4 separate regions of the Sus scrofa genome follow, and all the other regions are linked to region 3. A link is a contact called in public Hi-C and HiChIP or PLAC-seq data. All regions are on one chromosome and are shown on one strand. The core of a region is the stretch at or near the end of the contact, and the rest is flanking DNA. Distances in the headings are between cores, read along the strand shown. Region 1 overlaps UBR2 (E3 ubiquitin-protein ligase UBR2). Region 2 holds the start of KLHDC3 (kelch domain containing 3). Region 3 holds the start of RPL7L1 (ribosomal protein L7 like 1). Region 4 holds the start of KLC4 (kinesin light chain 4).

Region 1 (3,555 bases), core at 165-2,664, 180 kb before region 3:
AGTCTGTGTTGCTGACTCCCTACTATACCCCGTTAGCTGTCTTTCCTTGACAGCACCTCATCACCTCTAAATCTAAGCAGCTCAGCTCCCCCACCAGATCCCATGCTTCCTTCTGACTTCAGTATTTCTATTTATGGCCTCACCAACTTCTTAGAATCCAGGATCAAAACCAGAGGGTTTTCAGACTTATTGTACCCCACAGCCAGTAAGTTACAAATTATAGCACAAAGCTGGACTGTTTTGTTCTGTTCCACCACCACGGCTTATTAGCTGTGCAACTTTGTACAAATTGCTTGACCTCTCTGTATCTCACTCAGTTTCCTCATCTAGAAAGGTAAGATAATAGTATCAACCCCATAAGTATTACAAAGATAAAGTGACATGATACATTTAAGTTACCTGCAAGTTGTTCCTGGCACATACTAAACAACTCAATAAAAATTGTATTGGAAGGCTTAAGCAGAAAAAAATCACTCCTATGCCTCCTACATTTCCCCTCCCCATCCCCAGTCCTGTCATTTTGTTTTTTCTGTTATTTACTTTCATTATTTGTAGTTAAAATACTTAATCAACTATGTCTTGATTTTTTTTTTTCTCTTTTTTTCTTTTTAGTCTTTTGGCTGTGCCTGCTTCATGTGGAAGTTCCCAGCCCAGGGTCTAACCTGTGCCACAGCAGTGATAATGCCAAATCCTTAACTTTAAGCTGGGCCACCAGGGAACACCTTCTTCATTTTTTTAAACAGTGGCTTTATGTTGACTAGTAACTTAGGATTCAATTTTTACCTCTACCCTGTTCATTACTACTCACCAGTCGCCCTATAGAGGTATTTCACAATTTATGGTTAAATCTTTTGTCAGCTTTTATTTTATTTGTTTTTTTTGTTTTGTTTTGTTTTGTTTTTCTTATTTGTCTTTTTAGGGTCACACCTGCAGCACATGGAGGTTCCCAGGCTAGGGGTCTAATCGGAGCTGTAGCTGTCGGCCTACACCAGAGCCACAGCAACAGGGATCTGAGCCGCATCTGCGACCTACACCACAGCTCACAGCAATGCCGGATCCTTAACCCACTGAGCAAGGCCAGGATCAAACCCACAACCTCATGGTTTCTAGTCGGATTCCTTTCCACTGCACCATGACGGAAACTCCTTTTGTCAACTTTTATATTGCAGTTGTTTCTGCTGATGAGTTGTGTGTTAAATTTTCTTTCTTGTACGATTTTGTCATTCCTATGGTTAATAATTATCTTATTTTTCCCGTGTACTTGTTTTTCTATGTGTGTAATACTTTCTTTCCCTTTTTTTTCCTTCCTAAATGCTGTGGTGGATCTGACAGATGCCTGGCAGTAGCTGTCAGTGCTCAGATCCATCAGATGATCTTTCCTGGACCCTTCTCCCACAGCCTCTGTCCTCCCACACCAATCAGGACAGGGCACAGCTGTCACCCTGAGACTTCCCCTGGCTGCATTCCTCTTATTTACTGGATCTTGTATCCTTCTCTTTCTTAATTTACTCCCTCATGTTGCATCCCTCAGCAAATTCCTAAGAGAAGGTGCCTGGATGTGCAGTTTTCCATGTCTGAAAATACATTTGTTGAATACATATGCTTGATGGACGGTTTGGTTACAGATTTATAGGTTAGAAGTCATTTCTCATCTAGATTTTGAAGATAGTATTTTACTAACATCTAGCACCCATTGAGAACTTATTACCATTCTGATTCCTGTTCCTTTATAACTTTATTACTTCTGGAAACTGTTGGGATTGTCTCATTAATCCCCAGTGTTTGAAATTTCTCTATAATGTTCCTTGGTATACAAATCTTTATTCATTCATTTTGCTGTTTTCAACAGGCTCTTTGAACCTGAACCTGAAGATTCATGTACTTCAGTTCTGGGTTTTTTTTTTTTTTTTTTTTTAGGTCTCCTTTAGGGCTACACCCACGGCATATGGAGGTTCCCAGGCTAGGGGTCTAATTGGAGCTGCTGCTGTTGGCCTACACCACAGCTCACGACAATGCTGGATCCTTTTTTTTTTTTTTGTCTTTTTGCTATTTCTTGGGCCTCTCCCGCAGCATATGGAGGTTCCCAGGCTAGGGGTTGAATCGGAGCTGTAGCCACCGGCCTACGCCAGAGCCGCAGCAACGCGGGATCTGAGCCATGTCTGCAACTTACACCACAGCTCACGGCAACGCCGGATCGTTAACCCACTGAGCAAGGGCAGGGACCGAACCTGCAACCTCATGGTTCCTAGTCAGATTCGTTAACCACTGCGCCACGACGGGAACTCCACAATGCTGGATCCTTAACCCACTGAGCGAGGCCAGGGATGGAACCCACAACCTCATGGTTCCTAGTCAGATTGATTTCCTCTGCACCACGTCTGGAACCCCAGTTCTTGGAATTTTTTATGTTGTTTCTTAGATAATTTTCTCCTCTTGGTTTTTCTTTTCTTTGAGGTAGTCCTACTTTTAGCTCAGTTGGCCCTCTTGGACTGATCTTCTCATTTTTTGATAAGTTTGCCATTGCTACACCATCTCTGTTTTCCCTGAGTTTCTTTTTTCTGCTCATTTCTTTTGATGTTTCTTTGATTCCTTCCTTAAATGTTTATTGATCCTTGGGTGACTATTCAAGAATAAGGCACTATAAGCTCACTGGATACTTGGTGGACAGATTGGAGCTTGCTGACCTGTGTGCCTCAGAGTGAGGTGATCAGGCCCCTACCAGTCTTTCACATGGAACCCTGAAGTGTCAGTGTGTAAAAATGGCTTTTCCCAGAGGATTCTTCCCTGGAGAGACTAGAATCTATGGCAGTGGGTATTCATTGCTGATGTTGTCAAGCTGGGGGAAAGAGGTCCTGGTTTTCATGGTTCAGTATGTAGACTTCACCTAATACCTTGTTTTCAGGCCTGTGCTTCACTGCTGCCAAACCAGGTAGAGCATAACTCCTCTCAGGCTGGGACTGTTTGCATGTTTTTAATTCCCCCTTTTCTTACAGCTCTCTTTAGATCATTTAAGTGCTTCATTTCCAACCTAGAAAAGAGCGGTTAAGAAACCGAACCATTTGATTGATGGGAGCACATTGTTTTAAGCTAATGTTATACATGTTCACTTCAGGAACCCTTATTCTGAGAGCATAAAAGAAATGCTAACAACATTTGGAACCGCTACTTATAAAGTGGGATTAAAGGTTCATCCAAATGAAGAGGATCCCCGCGTGCCCATAATGTGCTGGGGTAGTTGTGCGTACACCATCCAAAGCATAGGTAAGAGGTTTAGAGTTGTATCTTTAATTTTGACATGAATTGTGTGTAGAATCCTGTATTTAAATGAGATGTTTAAAGTGGGCAGCAATATAAAGAAGTAAAGACTTTGAAGCAGGAAATATAATGTACTGACAAAATGTTAGACCGACAGTTTATAAATTAACCAAAGCAACAGAGAACTCATTTTAGTTGAGGGAATGTGTTTTCATTTTTACTTCTCATCCAGAGTTAATTCTTGTGAAATGACTTAGAGATTTCAAAACTTGAAAATATTGTGCATTCTACAGAATTTTT
Region 2 (3,597 bases), core at 504-3,003, 140 kb after region 3:
GCTCTGGCATAGGCCTGTGGCTACAGCTCCAATTGGGCCCCTAGCCTGGGATTCTCCATATGCTGTGGGTGTGGCCCTAAAAAGAAAAAAAAAAAAAAACTCTTTTACCTGGGTCCATGGGAATAGAGCTGTGGTTGCTCAATGCTGTAGCTCCCTCTTCATCTTCATCCTCACTTTCTAATGGGGGGTCTGGCAAATGAAGCCCCAAGGCCTGCAGAGCCAGAGAAGACAGTTCAGGGTCATCCCTTCAGGGATTCCAGCTTCACCTGTTCAGGAACAATGCCTCCTCCACCATACCTGGATTCGATCCTGGATATCAGCAACTACATCTTCTCCATCTCCCACTGGTGCCAGCTCCACCTCCTCTTGTTCAGGATCTTGGTTCAGGGGCTGGTAGGAGTAGCCAGCTGGGCCTGTTCCTGTTTCCTCTTGCTCTTCCTCTGGCTCCTCACTGCTCCAATCCCCAGTGCCTTCTGTAGGGCCCTGGTGTGGCCCGAGTTCTTCAGTCTGATTGGGGAAGATACGTTCAGGACCCATGATGTCTCCCCCTAGAACTACTGCTGCCATCGGGCAGGGGCTGCAAGAACATGGAGACAGGAGAACAGAGATCAGACAAAATTAGGCCCAGCTTTAGCCTGTCATCCAGTCCCGTGCGGTCTCCTCCTGCGCCCACAAAACATTGAAACGCCCAAGTTTCCTGCACCCCACAACACCTCTCCTGGACTCTCCACCTCTTGAGCTGGCTCTTATCTCCAACCAAGGCCCACTTGCCTTGCTCCGACAATTCTTAAATAACAGCCCAAGCGAAGGCCATGCCACCTTCCAAAAGACACCCCTTCGGGAACGCCCTCCCCCCCGCCCCATCCACTTAGGAACTCCGGGTCACCAAACAAGCTCCCCTAGACAAGGCATACCCGCCCCCTTCTCTCCTCTCTAAGGGATTTCCCTCTGTACCGCCTGATAAACGCCCTTCGGACCCCAGGAGATCCCTTCAAATGGCCCCAGATGTGGCGTCCCCGACCCGCCCCCACCAATTCTCGGCGCCGGTATTTGCGCGCGCCTCACCCGCTCAGAGCCCGCGGCCGAACCCCGCACCTTCACTTCCGGCGAGGCAGGACGTTCCGAGGCGGCCCCGTCCTCCAGCCCCGCCCCGCCGCGCTCATGATTGACACGAGTGAAGGCGAAGGGTCCGCCCCTTGCTCCGCCTCCACCATCTTCTCGCCAAACAAAGGACTACATTACCCGGTAGGCCCCGCGGTTGTTTGTGTTTGGTTTTGTTTTGTTTTGTTTTGTTTTTTTTAATTTTAGGGCCGCCTGTGTAGCATATGGAAGTCCCCAGGCTAGGGGTTGAATCGGAGCTACAGCTGCCCGGCCTACACCACAGCCACAGCAACACGGGATCCGAGCCGCGTCTGTTACCAACACTGCAGCTCGTGGCAAGGCCGGATCCTTAACCCACTGAGCGGGGCCAGGGATCGAACCCTCATCCTCTTGGATACTAGTCAGGTTCGTTACCACTGAGCCGCAACGCGAACTCGGCCCCGCGGTGTTTGATAGGTATAAGCACATGCGCAGACTCCTCCGACTCCTGCCCATCCTTCAGCCCCTCGCGTTCCTCCCGAAACCGATGGACTACAAATCCCGGTAGACTTCCGGCACTTAGAGCTGAATGCACGTGCGCTTACAGCTGCCCGCCGGAAGGACCGAGCCTGGCTGTGTTTATCTCGTTGGAGATCCAGTCGGCAGTTGGCGGGCAACGGGTTCAAAGCTGCAGGCAGCGCGAGGACCCGCGGCCCCGCCCCGGCCCGGCCTGGCAGGTAGCCCGTGGTGGGTTGAGGGACGAGGAAAATCATAGGGGATGGGGACGCCGATGCCTAGAGCTGAATTGTGGGGGAGGGGCCGGAGACCGATGAGGTGGGGGTGGGGAGGGGGATGACGGGAAAGGAGAGTGTTAAGGGGGAAAGAAGGGCTGGGGGAGGATGGTGGGGAAAGCGATGGGAGAGACCTGGTAACTGGAGAAGGCACTGAAGGGAACTGGAAGGAAGACTGGGTTAGGAGGAGAATGGGAAAGCTGAGGATAATGGAAGAAAAGGGCGGGGGTGTCTGGTGTTGTGGGGGCAGGGAGGTTGGAATGACTGGAAGAAGACCCGGATAGCGTCATATACAGGGAGGAATATCTCTGGCCGAAAGGGGTCAGGGGATGTTAGCTTGTTTCCCCCCTATCGAAAGAAGGAAAATGGAAGGCTGTCGGGGTGGAGCTTGGAGTTGTGGGAGAAGGAAAAAGCAGAAAACTGCAAAGCTCTCAAGAGATCTGAAAAGGCCAGAAACGGAGAGTGAAAATTGCAAGAGAATAGGAAGGGGGGCAGGTCTCTGAAAGGCATGGAAGAAGCTGGAGAATGCCGCAGTGATGGAGCACGGACGGGAGAGCCCCAGGGATCAGAGGCGCCCGGGAGATGCTGGGGCTTGTCTTTCATGAGCTTGAGTTGTCCTTTGGAGAAGACGCTGAGGGTTTTTTCCTCTACCTTTGGATGGAATTGCTTCCCTCTTGCCCAGTGAATTCTTTACTTTACCTTGATATAGCTGAAGAGGAGAGTAGAAGCTGTGAGGGAAGAGGAAGGACCCCCATTCTTAAGCTCTCCAACTTCCTTCCTATCTGTCCCCACAAGCCCAGATCCAAGAGCTTTTGGATTGAGGACGGGAGTAATGAAGTGAGAGTGGTTTCCTGCTGGGGCTATTTCAGGTTTGGCAGAGTGGGGGAGGGTTGGGGGAAGTTGGGTGGGGGCAGGGGTCTGGCAAGCCAGCTCAAAGCCCTGTGTCTTTCTTGCAAGGGACCTTCCTTTACTTGAGCTTTTTCTGTGCCTGAGGTTCGGGCTAGCTCTTCTCTCTGCCAGGGCTTCTTGAACAGGGAGCAGATGATCCACCCAAACCCAGCAGGTGCCTGCCAGCGAAGGCAGTGCCAGCTGCAAGAGGATTTGTCTAACAGAGCCTTCAAATGTACCCATTATCTCTAGGTTGGTGGGTTGTCTTGCAGAGACCATGACCGCTCATGCCTGGGTCTTTTTCTTATCCTGACCAAAGGCATTTTTGTGTTCCTGCTCCTCTCCAAGGCACATCGCCACCCCCATCCCCTTTCAGGGCCCCAAACGGGAAAAGAGCTGCTGGAAACAGCTTGTTCCTTACCACAATGGCAGGGTTGGGCAAGTGGCAAGAGGAGAAAACCCCGCCTCCCCACCCCCACCCCCTCAATCCCCGGCAGACACATACCTTTCTGGCTTAAGTTCTTGGCAGCATCCCAGGCACAGCTGTCAAAGGAACTCATCGTGCCTGTGAGGGGCCCTGGGTGACCCTGCTGACAACAGCTCAGTTGCACAAGAGCCCCCCAGGAGGGGCTAACTGTCCATGGAAGTCCCCGTCCCGGATTCATCCCACCCTGTCCTGGATAGAGGGACTGTTCCTCTCTGAAAGCCTAAAAGCTTTTCAGCTTGGAGACACTCATGCCAGCTTTCAATGGACCGTTTGGGGCTGCCTGGGCTATTCATAGCTCTGAGTATTTTGAGATCCCGCTCCCCACCTCAAAGAGCACACAGATTCTTAGAG
Region 3 (3,195 bases), core at 633-3,132:
TCTTTTTTCAGCCAGGAGTATTGTTGCATTGTTAATACCTCTGAAATACCTTTTATCTATAGACAAAGGATATTACAAAATAATGACTTATTTTCATTCCTTTTTTACTGTTTAATGAATTTGTTATACTTTAGTGTCCCTTCTCTATTTGCTTTTTCACAAACTAAGACACATGGTGAGATGCTGAAAGAGTAAGCATGAGGCTTGAGCCACAGTTGGTGACTCTGAAGGCCATGTTGTCCTTTGACATTTATTTATCAGGTTCTGGATTCTGCGCATGGCACTGTCTTTCTGGTTGTCTTAGATGCATAGCACATACCAATGTGATGCCTTGAGTTTAGATGGTTAACCAGCCCCTGCAGGTGCCTGTTGTTGTGAGAGGTGCTGTAGAAGATTCAGAGATGTGATGACTTCCCTGCATTCAGAGAACCCTGTCTAATCAGGGAAACAATAAACCAAACAATACAGGATAAAGTCTGTGGTGATGCCTTTAAGTGCTGACTGTCAAACAGTGACATTGCCTTAGACCTTAACATAAATATACATAGACTGTGCTAGACATTTGGCAATGCCTGGAGACAAGAACTTTGTCACCACTAGGATGGAGATGCTACTGGCATGCAGTGGGTAGAAACCTGGGATGCTGCCAAAATATTCTACAACCAACAGGACAAAGAATTATCTGGCCCCAAAAGCCTATAATGCCGAGAAACATTTAAAATTTTTTTTTTTTTTTTGCTTTTTTTTTAAGGCTGAACCTGCAGCATATGGAGGTTCCCAGGCTAGGCATTGAATCAGAGCTACAGCTGCTGGCCTACGCCACAGCCACAGCCACGCCAGCTCCGAGCCACCTCTTTGACCTATACCACAGCTCATAGCAACACCGGGTCCTTAACCCACTGAGTGAGGCCAGGGATCAAACCCACAACCTCATGGTTTCTAGTCGGATTCTTTCCGCTGTGCCACTACAGGAATTCTTAAAAAATAAACATGCTGAAGGAATTCAGAAAAAGGAGAGACTTCTCAAGATACTTGCTAGTCATGAGTTCTCTTGTGGCTCAGCGGGTTAAGGTCCAGTGTTTCACTGCTGTGGCTCAGGTCACTGCTGTGGCACAGGTTTGATCCCTGACTCAGAAACTTCCACATACTGAGGGGGCCGCCAAAAAACAAAGGAAAGAAAGAGAAAGAAAAGAAAAAGAAAAAGCCCTTCTAGTCAAAATGCACTTGAAGCATCCCCATCACTTTGAATCACGTTTAAAATGCAGAATATTGACTCCCCGCCCCTCCTGAATAAAAACGTGATTTTAACAAGATTTTCATGTGACTCCTATGCACATTAATGCTTGAGACACACTGGTCTGGAGGTTTCCATTAAAGACAACACGTGAGTTTTTATTTCTTTCTGAAGAGCAGGAGAGAAGGAAACCTATTCCAGGTGGTGAGAGCTATTATGAGGGAGTTCTGAAATCGTAAGTTGCAATTTCTCGTTTTCGGTACAGCAGGAATAATAATTAACACAGTGTTAACTGCTTACTGGACTTTGTTCTAAGCGCTTTATGTGGAGCAGCTCATATAACTTTCCCAAGGCTATTAGGCAAGATTCGCTATTACGTCCACTTTTTGGGTAAGGGAAACGAAGGGATAGAGGGACCCACTTGATCAGGGACCCACTGACGAAGCCAGGCCGAGGGAATCAGAGATGCCTTTGCCAGCACCCTAAGTCGTCCACACCTCCACCAACACAGAACCAAAGCTGCAGCCCCAAGCTCTCCGCACCAGGTGAAGGATACCGGATCCCGCCAGTCGCCTTCCGGGAGAAGCGCAGCCTAGCGAGCAGAAACCGGAAAATCGTCACCTCACTCCCTACCGGAAGTCGGTGGGAAGCGTTTCCTCGTTTGTGACCAGGCTTCCGGCGATATGAGAATACAGCTGAAATAAAAAGGGATGGTCTTTGAAGATGACCGGGCTCTAAAAAGCTTCTAAGCGGCGCCCAGGAAGCTTTGAGCCACTTTTGATAGGAATCAGGGTTAGCAAAACTTCAGCAGTTCATTGCTGCTAAGAAGGCGCAGGCTACCCGCTCGCCCTGGGGTGAGCTAGAGTAGACATCTCTATGGTCGAGAGACCATAGAGAGGTTCCTTCCCATGCGTGGGGCAACGCCTGAGCAGTAGCAGCTGCGCTGGAAAAATGGCGGAGGAGGAGTGAGTATCAGGGGCTCTGAGATTCTGGGTGGTGCCCTGAGCATCTGGTGCCATCCTCAGTATTTATTTCTCGGTGGCGGAAAATAAGGATCCTTGTGGACTGAAGAGAGACTTAGAAAAGGCTCCAGATTATCGAAGGAGGAGGGAGGAAGTGTTGGGCTGGGGCGGGCGGATGGGGCCTCTGTCAGGTTCGGATTACCTACCTCAAGGGGTGAGGAATGAGTTTGAGGCTGCGGGCTGGAGGGTGGGTTTCCCCAGCCTGACTTAAGTATTATCTCTGCAGCTGGGTCCGCACCCGCCCCAACCCCACGGGGCGGAATCTCATCGCTGGTGGTATCTGTAAAAGGCTATGACAGTAAAAGCTCCATTGACATACGAGGACCAGTGGCTAAGGGGTTCATGGTTCTTGAAAGCTTTTGAGAACTGGAGTCAGAAACGCCAGGTGGCGGGGTGGGAGCGCGGTCCTTAGGAGGTTTTAGACAGTAATGTTTGCGAAGCCCAAGCTGTCGTTTGGAAACGCATTGCAGATTTGTTTCCTAAATACTATCGCTTTTCTCCATTTTCTCTCTCAGGCAAAGAAAAAAGATCCCTTTGGTTCCAGAAAATCTCTTGAAAAAGAGGAAGGCATATCAGGCCCTCAAAGCCACACAGGCGAAGCAAGCGCTTTTGCAAAAGAAAGAGGTAATAGTGGGGAACCAGGTGGAAGGAATGAGAATTTGTGTTCGGTGAGTTTTATCCAGCACATGTTGAACTAATTTGGTACTGACAGTCGGCTTCCCCCATCAGCTGGATGATACATATTTGCTAAACAAAGCAAGTATGTATCAAATGCTTTCTGCAGGCAAAATACTGGAGTAGAGTTTAAGGAAAAAGCCAGTGGAGAGTGTTCCTTCCGGTTCATACCAAGGGATTCGAGAACATGCTTGTGTACCTAAAAGAAAAAAAATTTTCTTTTTTCTTTTTAGGCCGGCAGGTGTGGCACATAGAGGCTCCCAG
Region 4 (3,387 bases), core at 123-2,622, 180 kb after region 3:
GTGGCTGCAGCTCTGATTCGACTCCTAGCCTGGGAACCTCCATATGCTGTGGGTGTGGCCATAAAAAGTCAAAAGAAAGGAGAAGCCTCGGAGAACCAAGGGAGAGGGCACAAAGTTTAGCTTGTAGCTTCCTCCTGGAAATGTCCCAGAATAGGTGTCCAAAACTCCACCCTTCACAGCTTGCACAAATACCAGTGGGAAATCTTTATCTAGATATATGTGTGCTGATTACCTCTTCTCCCCTGATCCTCTCACCTCTGAAGTGTTTCTTCAATGGAGTGTTCTCCCTTTGGTGCATCTTCTTCCAAATTTGGCTCAAAACATTCCTTCTCCAAGAAACTTTTCTTTCCCTAAACAACTCACTTCTCCAGAGCTGATAACTTCTATATATTCATGTGCCACCATCAGCAATGCCCTGTGACCATTTTACTGCATTATGTTTCTGAGTTTTTCAGATGTGAATGGAGGGGAGAGACCATTTATGTTTTGTTCATTGCTGTAGTCCCAACATTTCACATTGTAGGTTGGTTTGGTTTTGAATTTTAAGTATCCATCTGCCAAACTCCACCATCAGTCTGAAAGGTCTAGAGAGGTAAGACAAACTTCTTTTCTGTAACTCACCAGTTGCCCAGCCCACTAGGAATCTTGTGATTTCTTCATATGTTAGGCCCCTAGTCTTGGTATCTTGCCCTGAATTTTCTAATTCTTTTAACTCATCCTTAATGGTTATAATAATATATAATAAGCCAGTCTGCCTAGCTCCAATAGTTGGTGTACGAGCTTGGATTACATATCAGTTTTCTCATGTGTAACACGGTAATGATAATAACTTATAAACTGGTTGAAAGGAATTCATTTATTTAAAAGTTTATTTGACTTGGCTTATGAGACACTCAATAAACGTAAGTTATTATTGAAAGCTGTACATTTGTCTGTGAGGCACTTCATCTTCAATATCTTGTCTGAGGAATCCAGCGACCCTATGAGATAGCAACGTTTACAGAGGAGAAAGCTGAGGCTGAGAGTTACTTATCCAAGGTCACGGGCCGGCGTGACTCCTAACCAGACTCGCACCCCCCCCCCCGCGTCTCCTGGTGCCCCATCTCCGGTTGCCAAATGGAAACAGCCTCACTCCCGGTAAGGTAGATTACCTGGACGGCCGGGAGCAGGTTTAGGCCGGGGGCGACAGCGATCCGGGGCGTCAGGCTCAGAGAGCTAAGAGCGCGGGTCAATACCCGCAGGGCCATGATTGGCCAGGCTCGGTTGGGTTCAGCACACCACCATCACCTTTAGCGAGGAACCCTGGCGCTACTGGATGACGCTAACTGGTCCAAGTGCCGTCGCTCCATCCTGACGTAAAAAGAAAAGAGGCGGGCGGAGAACCCGAGACCAAGTTGGACACACACCTCCTTTCCTCCCTGTGCCAGGTAGACCCAATCCCCCGGCGGCTCATAGGTCGCGTGACTGGGGAACAGGCCCCGCCCCTCAGAGCCGTCAAAACAATTGCCTTGAGCGGCAGCCATGATGGATTTAAAGGGGCAGTACCGGCAAGAGCTGTAGCCAGATCATCAGACTGCGGGTGAGTCTTTAAGGGTACTTTGGGGCAGAGAGTTGAGATCCTGCTACCTCTTTCTTGCACTCCCGGACAGATTAAGAAATGAGCCCTTCCGAGCAGTCTCAAACAACTCGAGTCGGATTCAAAAACTCCGCCCCCCGGGATTCTTCCCGCCCCCTCGGCGTCCAGACGGACGGACAGACGGTCCGCCCCGCCCCCTGCGCTACCAACTGACTCCTTGACCTCGGGATAATCCGGCCCCTGGTCCTCCTCGCCCGCGACGCGGACCTGGGTCATCACCCCGCACCTCCTCCCTTCTCTCCTGCCCATCGCACTCTCTCCCCACCCTGGGCCTCAGGGCAGGTCGACAGCCTGGGACACTTCACCGCATTCCCAGGCCGGGGAGACCAAGTCCTAGCGCCGAGATCCTCTGTGATCCCGCAGCCACTCAGCGGACCTGCCATTCTTCCCTGCATCATCGGGCACCTGGGAGGCACTCTACGCTGACTCTCAGAGCCTGTTAGTATGTTAGTACGTGATCATGATAGAGACAAAGCCATAGAGATGACTGGGCAAAGAGTGACCAGGTCTTCCTCCTCACCCGTTCCCAGACACGCCCCTTGCCTCAGGTCTCAGATCAGATCTCACTCTCTTCTTGGGAGAAAATAGCTCCCAGGCTTGGGGTGGGAGGTTGGCTTCTGGAAGGAGGAGGGACCTTGGTCGTCTTTGAAGACCTGTGGGCAGGGGAGGGAGGGTGTTTGTCCTGGGTGGGGCTCTATGCCAGGTCCTCGGGAGGCTGTGAAGTGGTGAGAGAAGGGGTGGGAACGCTGGACTTCTGGACTTTGGGCAGGGCAGATCCTTCTGAGTCCCTGGCTGCTTGAACAGAGTTTCTTCCGGGCTCCTGCCTGAACGCCACAACCAAGGGTTATATACAGGTAAGAAGACTTCAAAGATGAGAAACAAGGCCCTTTTGAGGAAGTAGTCAGACAGCCTGAGGCCTGAGGTTTCAGGCATGTGGGGAAAGAGGCAGGGCTGACCAGGTTTGCAGATGCTGGGCTTAGCTCTGTGGGCGACCCGCACCTCTAGGTGCCTCTCATCTGGGTCCTGTGATGAAGGCTCCTATTTTTTTTCTTTTCCTTCTCTTTCTTGATTTAAACATTGATTTGAAACCTATTTCTCCCCGCACTTTTTAAAAAATTCTGACTATTTTCAGCATATCTCCTGCCTGCTTTAACCTCGTTCCCTTTGCAGTGCTCTCAAACACCCTCTGTGCTCCCTAGAGGGCTGTCTCTCCTCTCCTGATTCCTTTTCTTAACCCCAAATCTGTCTCCAACTCCTTTTCCATTCTGTTCCTTAGCTCAGTCCCTCTGGTACTTCTCAGCACCTCTGTTCCTTCTATACTTTTTCTTCGTTCAAGTCAATTCCTCTCCTTCTCTATCTCCCCCAACCTTAGTTTTGTGTCTAGTGTCGCAGGCTGCCTCCTCACTGGTCACTTGTTCTCTCCAATTAAACCACAGGGTTCCCCCCCTCCATTTGCTCTTTTCCTTCACTTGGACTCCCCCCTCCACCACCCCTGCCAGCCTCTAACCAGGGCGCTCAGCCCTCGTTGTTATTTTGACTTCAGCTGAGCTCTGTTGTTTCTCTGTAGCCCAGACACGGTCCCCTGGCCAGGATGTCGGGCCTGGTGTTGGGACAGCGGGATGAGTCTGCAGGGCACCGGCTCAGCCAGGAGGAGATCCTGGGGAGCACCCGTCTGGTGAGCCAAGGGCTGGAGGCTCTACACAGTGAGCACCAGGCAGTGCTGCAAAGCCTCTCGCATACCATCGAGTGTC

The links. A called contact is a pair of places that touch in the nucleus more often than the background predicts. HiChIP or PLAC-seq counts read pairs in DNA pulled down with a chosen protein or histone mark.
Region 1: a Hi-C map of skeletal muscle shows a contact between it and region 3, with 5 times the contacts expected there. The contact joins the enhancer-like site here to the promoter of RPL7L1 in region 3. A contact is called at or near these places in 2 of 5 promoter capture datasets (fetal liver and liver), 8 of 47 Hi-C or Micro-C datasets (alveolar macrophages, brain, embryonic fibroblasts and 4 more) and 2 of 2 datasets of contacts at active chromatin or transcription factors (alveolar macrophages and skeletal muscle).
Region 2: a contact with region 3 is called in an H3K27ac HiChIP or PLAC-seq map of alveolar macrophages. The contact joins the promoter of KLHDC3 here to the promoter of RPL7L1 in region 3. A contact is called at or near these places in 1 of 5 promoter capture datasets (liver), 2 of 47 Hi-C or Micro-C datasets (embryonic fibroblasts and liver) and 2 of 2 datasets of contacts at active chromatin or transcription factors (alveolar macrophages and skeletal muscle).
Region 4: a contact with region 3 is called in an H3K27ac HiChIP or PLAC-seq map of alveolar macrophages. The contact joins the promoter of KLC4 here to the promoter of RPL7L1 in region 3. A contact is called at or near these places in 1 of 5 promoter capture datasets (liver) and 1 of 2 datasets of contacts at active chromatin or transcription factors (alveolar macrophages).

What each region holds. Positions count from the first base shown.
Region 1 is chr7:37,755,942-37,759,496 of Sscrofa11.1, forward strand. It overlaps UBR2 (E3 ubiquitin-protein ligase UBR2), which reads left to right. Exons shown (of 47, transcript XM_021098699.1): 35 at 3,113-3,261. Among named protein-coding and RNA genes, the nearest start is that of PRPH2, 47 kb to the right of the region's middle. Within about 2 kb of position 1,415, at least 2 of the 83 cell types and tissues checked have an H3K27ac peak or open chromatin away from gene starts, as enhancers often do. A contact at or near this core is called in skeletal muscle, where this site is marked.
Region 2 is chr7:38,079,160-38,082,756 of Sscrofa11.1, forward strand. It overlaps KLHDC3 (kelch domain containing 3), which reads left to right and starts at 1,754. Exons shown (of 10, transcript NM_001105314.1): 1 at 1,754-1,817. It overlaps MEA1 (male-enhanced antigen 1), which reads right to left and starts at 1,101. Exons shown (of 4, transcript NM_001110429.1): 1 at 1,066-1,101; 2 at 298-660; 3 at 109-211. The coding sequence starts at 567.
Region 3 is chr7:37,938,667-37,941,861 of Sscrofa11.1, forward strand. RPL7L1 (ribosomal protein L7 like 1) reads left to right here and starts at 1,883. Exons shown (of 7, transcript NM_001123192.1): 1 at 1,883-2,199; 2 at 2,772-2,880. The coding sequence starts at 2,186.
Region 4 is chr7:38,119,302-38,122,688 of Sscrofa11.1, forward strand. KLC4 (kinesin light chain 4) reads left to right here and starts at 1,373. Exons shown (of 16, transcript XM_001929222.4): 1 at 1,373-1,579; 2 at 3,204-3,387. The coding sequence starts at 3,228. It overlaps MRPL2 (mitochondrial ribosomal protein L2), which reads right to left and starts at 1,367. Exons shown (of 7, transcript NM_001185067.1): 1 at 1,152-1,367. The coding sequence starts at 1,247.